Regions from separate parts of the Pan troglodytes genome. Here region 1 is linked to region 2. A link is a contact called in public Hi-C data. All regions are on one chromosome and are shown on one strand. Each heading gives the region's core, a stretch centred on a gene start, on an enhancer-like site or on the middle of the called end of the contact. The rest is flanking DNA. Distances are from core to core; before and after follow the strand shown.

The links. Hi-C and Micro-C count contacts between places; a contact is called where the count stands out from the background.
Region 1: a contact with region 2 is called in a Hi-C map of induced pluripotent stem cells, with 2.1 times the contacts expected there. The contact joins two enhancer-like sites. A contact is called at or near these places in 3 of 7 Hi-C or Micro-C datasets (induced pluripotent stem cells and stem cell-derived neural progenitor cells).

Annotation. Positions count from the first base shown.
Region 1 is chr9:23,932,904-23,937,599 of NHGRI_mPanTro3-v2.0_pri, forward strand. All of the region lies in intron 7 of NAV2 (neuron navigator 2), which reads left to right. Among named protein-coding and RNA genes, the nearest start is that of DBX1, 260 kb to the right of the region's middle. Within about 2 kb of position 2,193, at least 2 of the 24 cell types and tissues checked have an H3K27ac peak or open chromatin away from gene starts, as enhancers often do. A contact at or near this core is called in induced pluripotent stem cells, where this site is marked.
Region 2 is chr9:23,847,715-23,852,199 of NHGRI_mPanTro3-v2.0_pri, forward strand. The region is part of intron 2 of NAV2 (neuron navigator 2); the gene reads left to right. Among named protein-coding and RNA genes, the nearest start is that of DBX1, 340 kb to the right of the region's middle. Within about 2 kb of position 3,032, at least 2 of the 24 cell types and tissues checked have an H3K27ac peak or open chromatin away from gene starts, as enhancers often do. A contact at or near this core is called in induced pluripotent stem cells, where this site is marked.

The sequences.
Region 1 (4,696 bases), core at 943-3,442, 84 kb after region 2:
TAATTGCCCTTTAATTCTCAGCAACTACTTTGTAGTACATTGTTATGGGGAATGGAGGTAATATAGTAAGACACCCAGACAAATGCCTAGCACATAGCAGGAGATTAATAAATGGGGAATCATTTAAATGTATGTATACATTTTGTCATATACATATTGAAATTTATTCTGAGAACCAGCAACTTACACTGGGTAGACTTAACTACTTGCATAGGTCTTACTTTCTTTTGGCTTTGTGCTATTGCCTCACTAACCTTTAGCAAAGTTCTTTCTTGCATTTTTCATTTTTACATTTTCATTGCTGTCTTGTTTCTGCTGAGCTAACAGATTCTTCCTTAGACTGGCAATATTAAAAAGAAAGTGTCCCTTTGAGGTCTAAATAGGGGAGCAGAGGGAATACAAGACAAAGAGGTGCTCTGAGGGAGAAGTTGGCTCACCTTGCCCTAGCTGGAGAATCACCTTTTGGCTCTTTGTCTCCTTGGCACTTGCAGAGCTTGGTGGTACTTTATGTGGAGGAGAGCACTGTCCTGTTCAGAGGAAGGGCGAGCACTATTAAAGCTGCCTAGAGAGGCACCTGAGTGATGTGCCCAACTGCCCTTATTCCACCCTAGCTTTTGTCCTTAACCTCAAGCATTACAGTCGAACATCAAGGTGAAAGAAATTGTATCCGGTGCAGTCTTTCGCCCCCTTTGGGAGTCATTTTCTTGATCTACTGTGTAATTTAAAAGAGTCTTCAGAAGAGGAGACACAAAAATCCCTCTAATGTGTGAAACTAATAACCTTTAATACTGAAGCCTTCCTTTTTTCACAGAGAAGAAGAATGCCACCATGTTTGTTTGTCTCTAAATATGGATACATTTCAAAACCAATGTGTGAACTTATGGTTCTGCTATATAACCTTTCTCTAAAATACAATAAACCTGGCTTTTTGTAACAGGGAGTAGAGAAAAAGAGAAAATAAATCATTTGGAAAGATGAACGATCTATTTGATTAGTCTTGTCTCAGGAATTGAAAATGACTAGTTGATGTTCATCCGATCTTCAGATGATAAATCTCAGCATTTCTCTTGCTTCCATCTGTTACGAGGAAACTATCACACATACATGAATTCAGTTTCATTTCAAGGATCATTGGGAGGGGGAAGTATTTACATTTCTGGGTGCTCTCATAATAGTCATTTTTATCAAGCTCTCATCTGTAGTCAGGACTTAGTTTAGTCATTCCTTAGTTTAAGGTCCTCTTTAAAAGTTTATTTCCTCCAAGTTTAGGTATTTGACAGTGTTCAACAGCATGAGAAGATACATACATTTTGGGATAAATGAAGCTAACATTTCTGTGAGCATATGTAGCCCATGTTCACAATGTGAAGTGCAAGCATGGAGTGCTGGTCAGAATGAGGAGAGAGACCCTGAACAGTAAAGCCTGGCAGCTCAGGTAGCTGCAACTACTTACTGAGGAGTTTCTTGTGAATGTGCACTTGGCTGCCTCTCTGGGCCAAGGACATGACATCCTCAGGCTTCAGTGACTCTCGCAAATAAAGTGCTTGTTTCTTAGCTGCAGCTTGCCTTTGTGATTCCATCAACGTGTGCATTTCATTGGGATACCAGTGTGTAGCCCACGTGCCAGGGAGCCATCTTCTCCTGATGAAGGTATCGGGGTTGCAATGAGAATATCTGAGACAATGGTCATGGTATATCTACTTGGTGGTGAGAGTGACACATGGGCCATTTGCAGGTGTCACACACTGTGGACGAATGGTCATGCTACACGCTGGTTTGTGCCAAGGCCTCATGGACACAGTTCACATTCTTAGTGTCCTAGGAGCTCCTGCCATGATTCCTTAGCAGTGGTTATGCTAGTTTTTATGATGGCAAGGCTCCCCAAACTTTGTGGACAATGCACAGATAACAACTGCTGATGGAAATCAATGGCCTGGCCTGCTTCCTTCATAAGAGCAAAGGTAAAGGCAGCCTCTTAACATCTAATGCTCCCTTTGCCTTTTTCAGAGTTGGAGAATCACAGCATTCTTCTCAAATGTGGAGTGGGAAATCTAAATGTGGAGTGGGGAAGCTATAATTACATAGCTTGGAAAAAGAAAAGTTTAAGGAAAAAAAAAAGTCCTTTGGCTCCAGGACAGCCTAGGACTGTAAGTCACTGCTGCCCCCTACTGCCCAAGTTTTGTGTGTGTTTCCTAGAGGATCCTTGGTTTCTAGCCTGGCATTCTCAGGCACTGTGCTTGGGAGGATAATAACTTGCAGACTGTCTAAATGCTTTCTTCCAGACAGGGCCTCCCCACATTTGTTTCCTCAATTTAGGAGAATGTATGTGAAGTGGAGAAAACCCACAGTGTGGGTGTGATCAGGTTCATGTGGCCTAGTGGAAAGACTTTCTCTTGAGTGGTGAGGAACTGACAGCAGGCCTGAGCTAAAATTGGTCTTCACAAAGCCGTCCACCCACTCACGTGGGCAGGCAGCCAGCTGGTGGATTCAAGGATCAGGTTTAGCCCTAAGGAGAAGGATTTTTGAAGGCACTAGTTGATTTTTGCTGCAAAAAGGGTATGCTAGATTTGGTTCCATTTTTAAGAGGCAAATAATTCTAAACCAGACTGTATAGTGTGGAATAAATGATTCTCTCCCTTATTTATTATACATTTGTGTACTTGGAATTCAGTCCTTCATATATTCATGTGTCTGAGGTTATTTATTGAATGTCTTCTATGTACCAAGCATTATGCCAGTCACTGAGTATTCAAAAGTGAAAAAGCAGATTATTTCTGCCTGCATGGAACTTAAAGTCTGATGGAAGAGACAGTAAACAAATGCAAACAGTATCGTTACATTTTGTGGTAACTGCTCTTATAAAAAAAAAAGAGGGGTACTATGAATGAACTTAATTCTCTGGATTAGGTAGAAACTTAATTCTCTGGACTAGGTACAACCTCTTCAGGGTGAGACCCATAGCCAAAGTTTGCAGGGTCCATTGTGCCCACGATCCCCATTCTCCCACACAATGGTTGGAAATAAAGGATGTTTTTGAAAACAGTGTTATGGACAGAAACCAGTTCCCTTGCACAAATGAAGATCTATATCCTGAACTAGCTTTTTTCTTCTCTCTCTGGACATAGGGAGTAAAAGTAAAAAAAATACAGGGAGGCAAACTTTGGCTCCATATGTATATTGTGAAAAGAGCTTTTCACATTTGTCTTCTCACAGTTGAATAGGCTCTCTTGAGAGTAGTGAGTTCCCTGACCCCAGAGGTATTCAAATAGAGGCTGGATCATCACTTGCTAGGGATGCTACAGGTGAGGTTTCTTACAATAGCCGGTAGGTTGGAATAGATTTTCTCTAAGATTGCTTGCAAATCTAGCATTTAATTACCCCAGGCAAGGGTAAAGTTGGTGTGATTTGTTCTGGAAGAGTCTCCTCCACCTCAGTAATTTCACACATATCCCCACAGTTTATTAGAGTTCCCAAAACCCCACCTTTGGATTGGTTCCCTTAAAAGTATTCATTCATTCCAAAAATGCGCTTTATTTTTGAGGGTGCTACTTGTACTCTAGGATTCATTTGTATGCTGGAAAAAGACTGCATCTTGTGTGGATATGCCTGTGTGCATTTGTGATGACCTCTTTTGCTCCATTCACATTCTTGAGAAGATTTCTCCCTTAACTTCACTTAAATTGTCTTGAACTTGCCAAGTTCATGCTCAGAGGCCATCAGAGAGTTCACAGGCAAGGATGGGTGCCACACAGAAGAAATCATGGCTACTTCATGAGAAGTCGCATGTGTGGTTTCCACCATTTAACACTTGGATAATTCCTTGCCCTCATCTAAGAGCCAGATAGGAATGTTCATGCAAATTATTTTTTTAAAAATCTATTTCACTGACATGCTGTAGGGGGCAGTATTCATTAAGGAAAACCAGGGACAGAGTCCAGGAAGAGCCAGTAATTTCGACCTTGTAGGGAAGAAACTGGGCCCTATTTTTAACTATTTCTGTATACTAGAGACTCATTCAGTCTGTCCTGTTGTTCGTGCATGAATGAGGCTCTGACCTTCAGTAATGAACCTTCTTAGGGGGCCAGGATTAATTTGGCTTATGTTAAATTCATCTGGCTTGGAGTGAAAACCAGTGAATACCTGTGAGGGAGAGGGACTTTTCCATATAGGACATATGTGCTAGGGCAAGGATTCTTACCTAGGTCACCTGACTCCAAGCTTTTGCTCTTTTAGCCACAATTTGAACCATTTCAGGCTCATACCTTCCAACACAAGTAGTGTTTACCTCCCCCAGAACATCTTCAAACCTGTTACTGCCTAGGAAATAGATAATAATAAAACTTGTGGGAGCAAACCTTTTTTTGGACCCTCTCATCTTGATAAGTTTGGTGAAGCAGGTGCCTTACTCACCCCTATCTTCCCAGCCCCTCAAAATGAATGGTTTCAAATCATAGCCACGTATGATTTCTTACAAGCCCAAGGCTGATGGGACGGTCTTGCTAAGGTGCACCAGCTTCAGGGGGTCTCGGCTGGGCCTGCTCCTATGTCTGAGGGCATCTGGCACATTGACTGCATGCTGGCTGATCTGTAATGGCCTCAGGTGAGACAACTCAGAATTCTCTACATGGTCTTTCATCTCCCAGCAGTCTGGTCTAAGCTATTCTTCTGGTGGTAGGTGAGTGCCAAGGCAGAGAGT
Region 2 (4,485 bases), core at 1,782-4,281:
ATCTGTGGAAAGCTAGAAGAGCTAACTGCCACCTTTGTGCTGCTTTTTTGTTTCATATGTCCGCCCAGGGTGAGGGCTGGGTGGTGTATTTTTAGAGCAGGTAGAGAAAGATCTGTCTGGACATTGTTGGTGGCCTGAGAAAATACAACTGCATAAACCAAAGGCCAAGCTGAGGAAGCTGAAATTGGGAAGGTCCTGGATGTCAACAGGTGTGGCAGGTTTCGGTTGTTTTCTTAATTGTGGGCCTCAGCAGGTGCAAAAGAGTTGGAGGAGATGCCAGGGAGTACTCCTGAGGGCTTCATTGAAGGAGGGACTTGCTTGGGGGAAACTGGAAGCAATTTCCTGTTCAGTGAGACCCAGGGATGTCCTGGGAAGGGCCCACTGCCCTCTCCCTCCCCTGGCCAGGGTGACCTGAATGGGATCTTTTAAGCTGGAAGGCATCTGTACCCATGGCTTTCCACTTGCTGCCGAGAATCCATTTGGGAGCATGCATTCACAGAGCAAAAAGGCAAGATGCATTTTTATTCCTTTATGCCTCCTTAACCTTCAGACGGTTACTGTAACTCAGGGGCTAATGGCAGTCCTGGTGCCTGCAGCTGTGTGGCGCTCTGGTTTTACAATCAGAATGGCCACTTTTTTGTTTGTTTGTTTTGAGAGAGTGGATCTCACTATGTTGCCCGGGCTGGCCTTGAACTCCTGAGCTTAAGCAATCCTCCTGCCTCAGCCTTCTGGAGCAGCTGGGACTCCAGACTTGAGCCACCATGCCCAGGTAGAATGGTCACTTTGATGTGGTCAGAGGCAATGGCTTTATGACAGAGAGAGAACCTTCTTAGCCTATTCTTCTTGCAAAAATGCTGTAGTTTACCCTCCCCTCCTAAAACTTATCCTTCTCCCCCACGTATCTAACCCAACTTCCTAGGCAACATTAGCATTATTAGGTGGCTTGGCAGGTGCTTATTTTCTAGGAAAGAGTGTGCTTCTCTTATCTGCTTAATGCTTACTCTATACAGCTGACCTTGGAGGGATCTATTATAAAAACGTTTAAACCCGCAAAGCATTTGCTTTGGTGAGCAGATATTCTGTGTGGCCCTTTATGTACAAAGATAAGAATGATGTGGGTATGAAAGGTGTAGGGAAAAAAATCCCTGCATGAAGATACGTTTTCACACAGTTTTGAGGTCATTTTCCATGTGAGCCACTTTACTGAGTCCTCTGAGTATTTGATATCCTCTTGTTCTTTCATCCTCTGGGTGTGTGGCTCATTAAAGGTGGAAGGTTGCTGGGATATTGGACATGTGTGTCGTTTGCTCTAGATGTGTAGCACTACCCAGGCCAAGCACAATTAATGGGGATGTCCCTGAGTTATCATTATTATTTTTAACTCCTGGGGTCTAGGCTCACTGCCCTGTGGAAGAGATTTCTTTTGAGATAGAAGGTTAAAAATAGACATTTCAATAGGAGGCAGCTATTGTATGTGGTTCTGAAGTTGGATGAACACATCTTATATGCCTGCACGGGAATTCCCATCCCATGCTGGACCTGGGTGATTAGACATAGAATTCAAATTCCCATCTTCATAGGAACACAAGGCTCCTTCCAGTTCCATCCTAGAACTTCCTCTTCATCGTGGTCATCTGAATGACCTGGCCTGATTTTTGTAACTGCCTTGTGGCATAAAGATGACTGGACTGAGTTGGAATACCTGGTCTGTTAGCTGGACAGATGCTAACCTTGTCCAGCTGGTATCTCACTGGCTTCATCCATGCAATGGGGAGAATGCAAGCTGCCACCGCCCATGTTTCCCAGGATTGTGTTGAGGCTCAGATTGGATTGTATTTACGAAAGAACTTTATAAATGGTAAGCACTGCAGACAGGAGGCAGAGACAGCACTGTTGTTAGGACTTTATTATTCTTCTTGAGATGAATCAATCAGGGCCTTCTTCCAGGACTTTGGAGAATAAATAGTACCTTTGTGCAAATTGTTCTTTTGTGCTCTGGGCCAGGTTGTCCCCTGGGTAGGGGAGACACCACTTCTTTCCTAGGTGCCAGCTTGGTGTTTGGTATTCTTCGTAGTAAACGCCTAGTATAATAAAAATAATAAACATGAAAAACCCGAGATGCCCTCAGGCCTGAGAGCTCTGACATCTGGGCTGGAGAAGGGCCCGGGGCACAACGGTCATTTCCACTGTGGCCAAGTCTCTTGGCCATGGAGTTGCTGAGAAAGGAATGAGGCTCCCAAATGGGGAAGGAGCAGGCAAGCGCATTCCTAGGGCCGGGCAGCGCCAGCCACTGCTGGGAATTGCCTGCCTTCCAGAGTTTTTTAAAGCCTTTGCTACACAACTTTCCCACAAATGACACAACAGTCTTTGCCAGGTTCTGTGCCTCTCTGCCCAACGGGCTGGAGGGCCATGGCCATTTATGAGAATGTCAGATCTTCTCTAGTCCTTCTGTACCTTCCTTCACCCCTCTGTCCCTTACCCCTCCCTGAGTACTTCTGCAAGTGTGCTCATAGGTGCTTCACATTTTTTCCTCATTCAATTCTTCATCTAAGTTGGTGCAGTAGATGCTATTATGATCTCCACTTCACAGATGAAGAAGCTGCATTTGAAGAGTTTAAGTGACTTGCCTGGACTTGGATACATTAGCAGAAAATTCAGGGAAGTTTATGGTTATAGAATAACATCAACACAGAATATCCGCTCTCCTAAGCAAATGCTTCCAGGGTTTAAACATTTTGCAATTGATCATTCCGAGGTCAATGCTTTATGGTCCATTGTTTATGGTTGGCATCATTATGTAAAAATATGTAAATATACCAATAATGTCTATTATTTATAAACAAAATATAATTTTCAGGCCCTTCCACCTCCCTCTTCAGGTGAAACCAGAGGAGGCTCCCACCACTGTTTTTTTTCCCCTCTGTGCCTTCGGTCACAGCCCCTTATGCAGAAAAAGGGACTCCACATGGAGCCCTCTCTGGATCTACTTCTCCCAGATAAATCAGTCTGCTGTGTAATCTTTCAGGAAACCTGACCCCTCATCTCTCAGGGGAAATCCTTAAACTACCCACCACCCCACTGCTCAGGTTTCTTGGGTAAGAAACATCCTCAAATAATCACCATGCATGCACACAGTTTGCCTTTGGTGTTGGGAATTTTAATAAGCAATGTACACCTTATATAGCCACTCACCTGCCCTGGTCTGAATGGCTCTAAGAAAACAAAAACAAAACAACAAAACAAAAATCCTTTACCATTAAAAAAAATCTCCCAGGCTTTCCAGAGTGATTATATAGCCTCACATCAGTCTCCTGGGGTTAAAGCATTGAGGATCCCATTGGAAATGTAAATGTTTTTTGGGAACTGTGACTCACCTTTCTCTGCCAGAGCTGTGTGCCTGGGACCTGTGCCAGAGCTGTGTGCCAGAGCAAGCCCTGATGGAATGGAATGTGGGTCCAGTGAGTTTTGATCCCCAAGTCAGGCAGAGACAGTTAGGTCCAGTGTCTGGGAATGGGGGAACACCTGGAGCGGGGCTTTTGGGACGCCTCAGTGGGTGATGAGGTCCGAGTTGGGGAAGGGAGGGACTGGGCAAATTGAGGATGGTCAGTGTTTGGGAGACCAGTGCCAAAACCAAAGACACTCATGTGAAAGGAGGGATGGGGTGGCCAAGAGGGCCTTTGAGCCAGCAGTCCTTGAGCAGGTGCTCTGTAACAAGCACGCTGAGAGGTCCTGCAAAGGGAAACCTTGAGCTCATGCTCTACCCACTTGGCCCTGTAAATAAAGCCGGGTCACTCTCTTAATGGGGAGCAACTGAACCTTGGCTCCAGCTCACTTGCTCCTGTCCCTTCACCTACTAGGAAGCGGAACTTGGCACCTCTTGTCCTTTCTGAGAAGGATTCCACTTGCCCTAGAAAGCACCAGTAAGAATACAGATTGCACTGGAGATCTCCAAGGGGAGACTTCAGATCGTTCAGTCTCCCTAAAGGCCCCTCGATCTCATCTCCAAGGGGAGAGTTCAGATCGTATTCAGTCTCCCTAAAGGCCCCTCGATCTCATCTCCAAGCCTTCTTGCCCACCCAGATAGCCTCTTTGCACCCCACAGGCTTCCCAGCTCCAGATCTTACCTCTCTCCCTGAATTCCCTTTTTTTTATGCAAAGCATTTTAGCACAGTCTACTGTCCCCTAAATTTGCATACTCTTACCCATCATTCTACAAAACAAAGAGATTTCCAGTTTGGGGGAGGGGTAGGGGTAAGGAGGGAAAATAATAACTCATGTTTTTTTCCTGTCCCACCTGTGTGTATTTAGTGATTTTTTTTTTTTTTTTAACTCCATCTCACCTGTCTATACTCAGTGATGTTTAACAGTTGGCTCTCCAAGGAGAAAAGCCTGATAGGTAGTACTTGCCAATTACCATGGTGTAAATCCTTCTACCAAGACTGATTTTAATTTACCCACTCTGAGCTGGGAAGAGATGTACAGTAG